2 separate regions of the Sus scrofa genome follow, and region 1 is linked to region 2. A link is a contact called in public Hi-C data. All regions are on one chromosome and are shown on one strand. The core of a region is the stretch at or near the end of the contact, and the rest is flanking DNA. Distances in the headings are between cores, read along the strand shown.

The links. A called contact is a pair of places that touch in the nucleus more often than the background predicts.
Region 1: a contact with region 2 is called in a Hi-C map of skeletal muscle, with 9 times the contacts expected there. The contact joins the promoter of GPR37L1 here to the promoter of SHISA4 in region 2. A contact is called at or near these places in 16 of 47 Hi-C or Micro-C datasets (brain, embryonic fibroblasts, fetal heart ventricle and 10 more) and 2 of 2 datasets of contacts at active chromatin or transcription factors (alveolar macrophages and skeletal muscle).

Annotation. Positions count from the first base shown.
Region 1 is chr10:24,305,059-24,309,726 of Sscrofa11.1, reverse strand. GPR37L1 (prosaposin receptor GPR37L1) reads right to left here and starts at 2,996. Exons shown (of 2, transcript XM_021064532.1): 1 at 2,013-2,996. The coding sequence starts at 2,594.
Region 2 is chr10:24,154,980-24,160,165 of Sscrofa11.1, reverse strand. It overlaps SHISA4 (protein shisa-4), which reads right to left and starts at 1,518. Exons shown (of 5, transcript XM_021064525.1): 1 at 1,324-1,518; 2 at 905-1,076; 3 at 38-171. The coding sequence starts at 1,396. LOC110255659 (a long non-coding RNA gene) reads left to right here and starts at 2,967. Exons shown (of 3, transcript XR_002336278.1): 1 at 2,967-3,274; 2 at 3,397-3,489.

The DNA.
Region 1 (4,668 bases), core at 1,747-4,246, 150 kb before region 2:
TGGAGACCCAGAGTCAGGCAGGGCTGGGCTCTCCTCGGCCACCAACCATGTGCAGACCGGCTCTCACAGCAGTCTGCCCTCTCCCTCCTGCTCTTAGACCTGCCCCAGTGAAAACCACTACTTACTGAACTTTTGTGTGTGTGTGTGTGTGTGTGTGTGTGTCTTTTTAGGGCTACACCCTTGGCATATGGAGGTTCCCAGGCTAGCGGTCGAATCGGAGCTACAGCTGCCCAGACTACACCACAGCCACAGCCACGCAGGATCTGAACCGTGTCTGCGACCTACACCACAGCTCATGGCAATGCTGGATCCTTAACTCCCTGAGCAAGGCCAGGGATCGATCCTGCATCCTCAAGGATACTAGTCAGATTTGTTTCCACTGAGCCACGACGGGAACTCCATGAGTGAGCTATTTTAAACAAGCGCTTTGTAGAAGTCACGCATGGAATCCTTCAAGAATTCATTCATCTCTGATGATGGTGATTGCTCTCAATTCAAACAGAAGCTGGAGGTTTCAGCAGGCTTAGTGACTTAACAAGGTGACTCCACCAGCGAGGGCAAAGCCGGGTTTCTAATTCAGGCTGCCTGGTCCCAAGACCCTTGGCTCTAGGCTCCCACTGCTCACCTGCTCCTTGAGCAGCAGGTAACTAACAGGCAAAGACTGTCCCCAGCTGGAGGGTCTTCTTTCAGGTTAGAGCACCTTTGGGCCACCATTAGTTGGGCCCCCTGGGTTGAGTAGGACAGGAAGGAGCTGTGCCAACTGCTGAACCTCAGAGTCTTCCAAATGTGAAACCATCGCTGGTCCACATGACAGGGCAGAGCTGGCCGTAGGACAGCATCCAGATGCCTGACTCTGATTCCTCCCCGCCCCCAGGCCAGCCACCCACCCACACAGCATCCTGCCCTCCCCGGGCAGCCTTCGTGCAGACACTTGCCCTCATTATCACGCTCCACGTATCCAACATTTAAAAGGCTGCTGGGGAGTTCCTGTTGTGGCGCAGCAGGAGCCAATCTCACTAGTATCCACGAAGATGCGGGTTCCATCCCTGGCCCCACTCAGTGGGTTAAGGATCCGGCGTTGCCGTGGCTGTGGTGTAGACTGGCAGCTACGGCTCTGGTTCGGGAACATCCATGTGCCGCAGGTGCAGCCCTAAAAAGCATAAAAGAATAAAAGGCTGCTGGCTTATTTTGCATTCTTGTGTGGACAGGGCGGTTTTGCTGTGTCTTGCACAAATGCAGGTATAGTGGTGTTTGCTCGGAGTCTTGATTAAGCTCTCCGTTGGGTTGACACACCCATCCACACCCATGTGCTCATCCCAGCTGGAAGTTCCCAGAGGCGGGGGCAGTGGTCACCTTGGAATCACGGAACAGCTGGCCAGAGGGGCCATCTGGTCTACCCTGGCCAGGCACTAGGGAGGCTGTGTCCTGCCCAGTGACACCCCATTATGCCAAGGACGGAGCAGACACTAGAGCCCCCAGCCTCAGCTCCAGCTCCCAGAACCAGGCCCCCCTTTCAGAGAGGGTGGAGGGGCGGCCGATGGTGATGGCAGTGACAAGGGTGTGTTTGCACTCCCCCCCCACCCCGGGGGGGGCGGGCATACATATGGACCTGACTGGGCCAGAGTAGGGGGTGGGGTCTGTGGGAAATTGGAATCTGCCTTCAGGCGCTGCTTCAGGAGGCAGGAAAGTGCGGGGTAAACGGGCAGCTCAGAGGGAGAAAAAGGAGCCGCACAAAGGACAAAGCCGTCTCTTGGGTGGAAAGATGGAGGAGGGTTTAGGCAGGGGAGGGACCGCCCTGCATACAGAGAAGCGGGGACACTGCCTTGGGGCCCTCAGAGGCAAGAGGCCAGGCTGGGGCTGGAACCCAGGGCCTGCTCGGGACCTGAGAGCCACCAGGAGCGTACTCCGCATTTGTCTCCAGTCCAACCTGGAGGGGACAAGAAGCAAGACAGGGTCCCAGCCTGCAGGCCTCCTAGCCCATCTGGCCGCCCCATGGCTGGAGACACACTCACCTCCACGAAGGGCACCGCCCGGCAAGAAGCATCGCCCAGCAGCCTCTGCTTGGTGATCTCGTGGAAGACGACGACAGGGAGGCAGAAGAAGAGGACCAGGAAGTCCCAGAGGGCCAGGCTGGCGAGGATGGAGTTCCAGGCGCTCTTCAGGTGGTAGCTGTGCCATACGATGCACATGACCGACAGGTTCCCCACGATGCCCACGGCGAACAGCACCAGGGCCAGGAGCAGCACCGCGTAGGCCCCATACGAGCTCTCGGTCACTGGGTATAGGGGGTTCTGCATCTGCAGCGGCCGGCCCGGCGTCCCTGTCGCATTGCCCCCAGCGCGCACAGCCCCGTCCGGGTGGGGGCTGGTGGCCACCCCGGGCTCAGTGGGCTGGGGGCCGGCAGGGTGGATGGGCCGGGGGTACTCAGGCCACTCCTCGGGCACATACTGCTGCACCCCCTTGGCCCCCTCCTCCTCCTCCTCGGTGCCTCGCACAGACCGGCCCCGCTGCAGGGCGGCGCCCCCGGGGATTCTGCGGGGCCCCACAGCTGACGCCACGGCGAGAGAGACGACCAGCGGCCACAGCCACCGCATGGCCGGACGAGCGGGAGGCAGCTGTCCACGAGAGGAGGTGAGGCCGGACCGAGTGCCGGGCTGACTTGAGACAGGCAGCTGGCCGCTGGGTCCGCCCCCACCAGGCGTCTGGCATTGCCAGCCTGCTCCGGGGGCCCAGCAGCTCCCTCCCGCCCTGGCTGGGCCAGGCAGGGCCCTCTGCTGGGCACAGAGCGCGATTAGCTGCCCTTCTGGATTAGCTCCGCAGCAGAGGCCAGCTGTCCCCAACCCTGAAGACCCCGGCCCGCAGGGCAGAGGCAGGGCTCCACCCCAACTCCAGCAGATGACCCCGAGGCAGCACCCAGTCCAACACCACTGTCATTTAGGAGCCTGACAACGCCCCGAACTGAGCTGGTTTCTGGGGTAAGCGTCACCACATCTCTTCGGGGCAGGTGCCTTTAGCACCATACCCCAAGTCAGAGATTTGCTGAGGTCAGTCACTCACTGCAGAGCCAAGCTGGCCCGGGGCCTGGATCTGACTCCAGACCTTTTTTTTTTTTTTTGCTTTTTAGGGCCACACCCACGACATATGGAGGTTCCCAGGCTAGGGGTCGAATCAGAGCTACAGCTGCCCGCCTACACCACAGCCACAGCAATGCCAGATCTGAGCCCTGTCTGCAACCTACACCCCAGCTCACGGAAACACTGGATCTTTAACCCACTGAGCAAGGCCAGGGATCGAACCTGCATCCTCAAGGATACTAGTCAGATTCATTAACCACTGAGCTTCAACGAGAACTCCCCGACTCCAGACATTTTACCTGTCGCTGTTCTCAGCAGGCAGGAATCCACCTGCTTACCTGATGACCACGCCAACTCCTCACCCCCCGCAACCCCGAACAACCACAATCAGAGACTTAAAATGTCATGTTCTGATGCAGACACAAGGTATTTACTGAGCACCTACTGTGTTCTAGACACACATACACAAAAATGTAAAAGACCTCAGCCACCAAGGAGCCTTCGCAGGGGGCGAACAAATATGTGAAGAAACCATCACGATGTGTGCTGTGAAAGGCGGGGCCCGGCCGCTGAGGAAGCCCAAAGGAGCCTGGAGGGACCCAGGAGCCATCCCAGAGGAGGTGACTTTTTTTTTCTTTCTTTTTTTTTTTCTTTTTGCCTTTTCTATGGCTGCTCCTGCGGCATAGGGAGGTTCCCAGGCTAGGGGTGTCATCGGAGCTGTAGCCTCCAGCCTATGCCAGAGCCACAGCAATGCAGGATCTGAGCCGCGTCTGCGACCTACACCACAGCTCATGGCAATGCCAGATCCTTAACCCACTGAGCAAGGGCAGGGATCGAACCCGCAACCTCATGGTTCCCAGTCGGATTCGTTAACCACTGAGCCACGACGGGAACTCCCACAGGAGGTGACTTTTGACTGGACCTCAAAAAGTGGCTGTGAGCTGGCTAGACAGATGACAGGGAAGGAAGGGTGCTAGAGGAGAAAAGGCAGCACATGCAAAGGCACGGGGGTGTGACAGCGGGATGTGTGACTCCTGGCAAGGAGACTTGGGGGTTGGGGGCGAGGAGCCTGGGGAGTGAGCAGAGGAAGGACCAGGAAGGCCCTTGTGCGCCTGGCCCAGGGGTGTGCCTCTCATCCTGGGGGCCGTGGGGAGGGCTGAGCTTGGTGAGCAAGTTCTCTAGAAGGATTCCAGATGGGCAGTGGGCTCATGCGGCTGGGAGCAGGGGTGCTGGTTGGGAGGCAGTGTCTGCAAGGTTCGAGGAGCAGAGGCTGGGGAACTGGAGGCTGAGCCCCAGGTCTGGGGTGGGTGGCCAGACCCCCCTGTGCAGAGAAGAGTCTGGTGGGAGGTGGGGAGAAAACCTCTGCTTTGCTCACGGAGGTGCAGGGGGGCTGTCTGGGTAGAGGTGCAGGAGAGTTACCTGCAGCTAAAGGCTGGGTCCATCCAGAGGTCAGATGACATCTGGAGTTCAGAGCGTCAGAGCAAGGACGCCGAGATTACCCCCGAAGTCAGATCAGACTAGGACTTGGCTGGCCTCTCTGCTGCCGACTCCCCAGCCTCCACTACAGAGGGAGGCCAACCTCCCACCCCCACCC
Region 2 (5,186 bases), core at 269-2,768:
GCCTGTCTGGGGCGCACCTGCCCAGCCCCGCACCTACCTTCAAAAGGGCTCTGCAGCTGCTGGCGCCGGCGGTACAGGTAGCAGCAGGAGCAGAGGAAGCAGCAGATGGTGGTGGCGACCACAGCCACGAAGAGGATCACGGCAGAAGCGATGCCTGCTATGGTCTTGGGGCTTTAGACAGAGAAGCGTGCCTCACCTTCCAAGCCTCAAGCAGAAAGTCCTCACAGGGTGACCTGAAAGCTGTGCTTGGACTCCTGGCCAGCAGGGGGCCACAGAGAGCTGAGATTTGGGGTTCCTGGTGGGCTCTGCGGAACCCCGCAGGGGATCTTAGGGAACCACGCTTCCCGGAAGGCCAGGCGCCTGCTGGCCAGCGAGTGGCCTCTGGGGATTTGCAGTGGGCGCCCTACGGCAGCAACTTAACCGGTTAGACTTCTGACCGTGAGCCCTGCAAGTCCCCTGGGCAATGATCCAGAGCTGTTTTTTAAAATCCCACTGCAATGGGTCTTCTTGTACCTGTTTTATATGTCAGCAGGCCCCTTCAAAAAGACGCTGGAAAACCACTAACTGTGGCACCCCCCGCCCCCCGTCCCGGCCTGGTTTCAATGAAGAGGAAAGTGACCCACCCAGGACGTGTCTTCTGCAAGACCACGCAGCTAGTGAGGCATGAGACTGGGTCTCCTGCCTTCCTGGCAGAACGACACCGGCCCTGGCGCTGACCCTGCACCCTCCCTCTGCAGCCAGGGCAGGGCCAAGGGGAGGGCTCAGCCCCACCAGCACTTGACGTGTTTACTAACGGCCCCTCCTGGAATTCCCAAGCTGGACACTCAAGATTCGCCTTGTCCCCTAGCCGGAGCCTGGGTCTGGGCTAAGAATGTGGAGGTGGACAAGGAGGGGAGGAGCCCACCTGAAGGCCAGGCAGTGCTTCTGCTGCCTCTCGGTGATGAGCAAGGTCGGGTCTCTGCAGCAGTAGCGCTGGTAGCAGGTCCCGCAGCAGAAGGTTGAGAACTCGCAGTTAAAGCCCGGCTGCCAGGAGCCATTCCGATCCACGTACCAGAGGCAGTCCTCGCCGGCTAGCGCTGCAGACAGGGGTGCGGGTGCCCAGTGGCCACCGGGCCGGGTCTCTGGCTGCCCCCCTCCCGCGCGCCCTACTCTCACCACCCGAAGGTCTGCCCTGGTCCCTGAGCCCAGAGGCCTCTGCCTGGAGCGGCCCCCCCGGGGTCAGCCCACTCTTGCCCTCCTCTCCCACGGACCCCGCCACGCCCGGGCACCGCCTCCTCCAGGGCCTCCCCCGCGCGCGCCACGCCCGCGGCCCCCGGCCCTTACCCAGGGGCGCCCCCAGCACCAGGAGCGCGATCACCGCGAGCGGCGCGGCCCCGCGGAGCCCCGCGGGCGGCATAGCGGGGCGCGTGGAGCGGCCGCCGGGCGCGCAGGACAACGCCGGCCGCCCAGCTCCGCGGGGCCAGCGCGCCCGCCCGGCTCCTCCCCGCCTCCTCGGGGCGGGCTCGGCTGGTCCTCGGTGATCTGTCCCCGCGCCCCGCCCGTCCGGGGTCCACGCCGGCCACGCCCCTGGCCACGCCCCGCGCGGGCTCCCGCGACCAAGCGGCTGGGCACAGTGGGGGCCCGCCGGGCCTGGGCCCGCCCCCTGCCTCGGCCCAATCAGCGTTCTGGGCCCCAGAAGCCCTGATCCTGGTGCCATCTCCGAAAGCCCAGGCACAGGGGCCGACCCGGACCTTCCCTGTGCGGGACCACTTCTGCCCCAGTGTCCAGCCGAAGACGTCCTGCGGCGGCGGGGAGGAGCAGGAGGAGGCCCGGAGCACCCTGCCCCCACCGCGGAACACAGGCGCCCATTGAGAGGCGGCTCAGAGCAGCTTTGTCCCCGTCGAGCCCACAGGCCTGGACCCTGCCAGCTGCATTGGCTCCCTGAGCGGCCCCTTCCCCCTCCGAGTGGTCAGCGCTGGCATGCGCCAGCCTATGGCCTCACGCTTCCGGGTGGCTGGCCGCTGGGGCCACCTGGGACCCATCCAGTCAGACGGCCTTGAGAGTGAAAACCCCTTTCTTCTAGAGCAGCCCCGCAGAGATGCTGCAGGAAAGCAGGGCAGAGCAAGGGCCAGAGTTCCTTACAGCGAGACCTCTTTCAGTCTCCTGCTAAGTTTGTACTGTGTGTTGGTGGCCAGGCCCCTACTGCAGGGCCACACGGACCGGGAACATGCAGGGGACCAAAATTTTCTGGGGAGAAAATCCATAGCCTCCCTTAGCCCTCAGGGTGCTTGGACATGTCCCTCATTTGCGGTTCCCCACAATCCCATGAGCTAAACCAGGTTCACTGGTGTTGCCAGTCCCTTTTATAGACAGAGAAACTAGGACTCAAGGAAGTTATTAAAGTGTCCAGGTGACAGAGGCAGTGAGTGGCGGAGGCATGCTAAATCCAAGTGACTTCCCCCACCTCATGAGAGAAGCTATCTGCAAACGATATATGCTATACGAGGCTAATATCCAAAATACATAAAGAGCACATACGATTCAACGTCAAACAAACAATCTGATTAGAAATGGGCAGAGGGGAGTTCCCGTTGTGGCTCAGTGGTAACAAACTTGACTAGTCTCCATGAGGATGTGGGTTTGATCCCTGGCCTCAACTCGGTGGGTTAAGGATCCAGCATTGCCATGAGCTGTAGTGGGTCTCAGATACAGCTCGGATCTGGGGCTGCTGTGGCTGTGGTGAGACCAGTGACTACAGCTCCGATTCAACCCCTAGCCTGGGAACCTCCGTCTGCTGCGGGTGTGGCCCTAAAAAGACAAAAAGAAAGGAAAGAAAGAAAGAAAGAAAGAAAGAAAGAAAGAAAGAAAGAAAGAAAGAAAGAAAGAAAGAAAGAAAGAAAGAAAGAAAGATGGGCAGAGGATCTAGGGAGCTTCCTGGTGGCTCAGTGGGCTAAGGGTCCGGGGTTGTGACTGCTGTGGCTCAGGTCCCTGCTATGGCCCTGGAATTTCCACATGCTGTGGGCGGGGACAAAAGAGAAAAGGGCAGAGGATCTGAATAGACATTTTTCCAAAGAAGACACACAGACAGATGAAAAGATGCTGGGCGTCACTAATCATCCCAGAAATGCCAGCAAAACCCCAAAGAGATGTCGCCTCACACCCATCAGAATGGCTATCATCGAAAAGAGGACAGCAGTTCCGGCGCTGGCCCCGAACACGGCCACACGGACCTGGCACACTCTCCCTGGGGGCCTGGACTGTGATGACAATAACACTAGCAGCTATAACTCTGCAAGTGAGTTGGCCCCACTGTGCAGATGGAGTTGGGTTGGAGGAAGTTAATTCCAGCTCCCAGGGCCAGGATTTGGAATGGGACTTTTGTGACTTCAAAGCCGCCTCCTGCCTCTCCTCAAACAGGTCAGAAGTGCCCGTGCTGGGCCTGGCATGGAGCGCGTCCTCAGGAATCGCTGGTGCCCTGCCCTCAGCCCCACAGGATGTGTGGGAAGGAAGGTAGGTCCGGGGTGGGGGTAGGGAGCAGGTGGAGGGGGGGCGCTGGCTGTGCCTGTGACCCGGTTTGGGCCTGGCCTGGGCGGTGTGGGAGTGCTCTGCTGAGTCATTCCTGCTGCGACCAGTGACCAGCCCAGGCCTCCTCCAGCCTCTTTGATGCTCCTCTTCAAATCAGAGCAGCCTGCCCAGGCCCCCGCATGCCCCAGGGTCTGCCCACCCGGCTGCCAGGCCATTCTGAGATCAGAGTAACCACCTTCCCTCGTCCTCTTGGCCACTGGTCGTCCCTTCAGCAGCACCCCAAGGGGACCCCCGTCCCCCTCCAGATAGGTTACCACACCCTGTCCTCTGTGTGATGTGATCTCACCACACCGAAGGACCGGGATCTCAGAGCTCCCTGGTGGCTCAACAGGTTAAGGAGCTGGTGGTGTCACCACTGTGGCCTGGGTTCGATCCCTGGCCCAGGAATTTTGCCTGCCAGGGGCATGGCCAAAAAAAAAAAAAAAAAAAAAAAAAAAAAAGCAACAGGATCTCCTGGCTCCCACTGCCCCAGAGTAAACAAACATTTCTCCTTCATCAGGAACTTTTTCCTGGTGTCTAGCCTGAATCTCTCTTGCTGTAAACAAAAGGCTTTCTCCTTTGAGTTCCTGTCGTGGTGCAGCAGAAATGAATCTGACTAGGAACCATGAGGTTGCCGGTTCGATCCCTGGCCTCGCTCAGTGGGTTAAGGATCCCGTGTGGCCATGAGCGGTGATGTAGGTCGCAGATGCGGCTCGGATCCCGTGTTGCTGTGGCTGAGGTGTAGGTGGGCAGCTGTAGCTCTGATTGGACCCCTAGCCTGGGAACCTCCATATGCCTCGGGTACAGCCCTAAGAAGCCAAAAAAAAAGGCTGTCTCCTGTGTTTGTCCTCTTGGTGGGCGGGGTCTAGGGGAGGGGACAGTGGGGAATCAGCTCCCTGCCGCTCCACCTCCTTCTCCAGAGGGATCTTATCAATGCCTCTGCAGGGCTTTCTCTCCCAGAAGGTCAGGCTTCTGCTTTTTTGCAGAGTCCCAGGGCCTCAGGGGGCCAGCTGGCTCTGGTGGGGGAGCAGCAGTGTCTCAGTCCAGCTGGGGCCTGGCCCCAGGAGCCCAGCCCAGCCAGTGGGGCAGACAGGGGCGGGGGTGGGGAAGAGCCAGGTTATCTTTAAATGGCATCTTACTCAGTCTGCAGCTCTGCCCGCTGGGCAGGGTGGGGACAGATGAGTGTTATTTTGGGATCTGGAGGGTAAGAGAGGAAGAAGGCTCTGTTTACAGCCCTCCTCTGTCTGTCCCCACTCCCTTTCCTGGGAAGGGTTTGGGGACACAGGCTTCAGCCTTCCACTGGCCCTTTGCACCCGGGGTGTGTTTCAGCCCAGTGCTGTGCCAGCCACCTGCACAGACGGGAACCGCCTGTCACTCCCCTTGAGCCCAGCTCCCTGAGGGCAGGTCAAGCGGCGAGAATCGCACTGGCCTTCCCACGAGGCAGCCCTGCACAGTCACCTCAGGAAACACACGACCACTGTTCACTTTCCTGGGTCATTTAAGCAGCGCACCCAGAGTTGCCCAGCAGATGAACGGCCGAGCCGGGTGCAGGATGCAGTCTGTGCTCTGAATGCCAGCCAGGGCAGGCCTGGCTCTGCCAACCGGGAGAGCCCACGCCCCCTTCCCCTCTGGCCTGGGCTTCC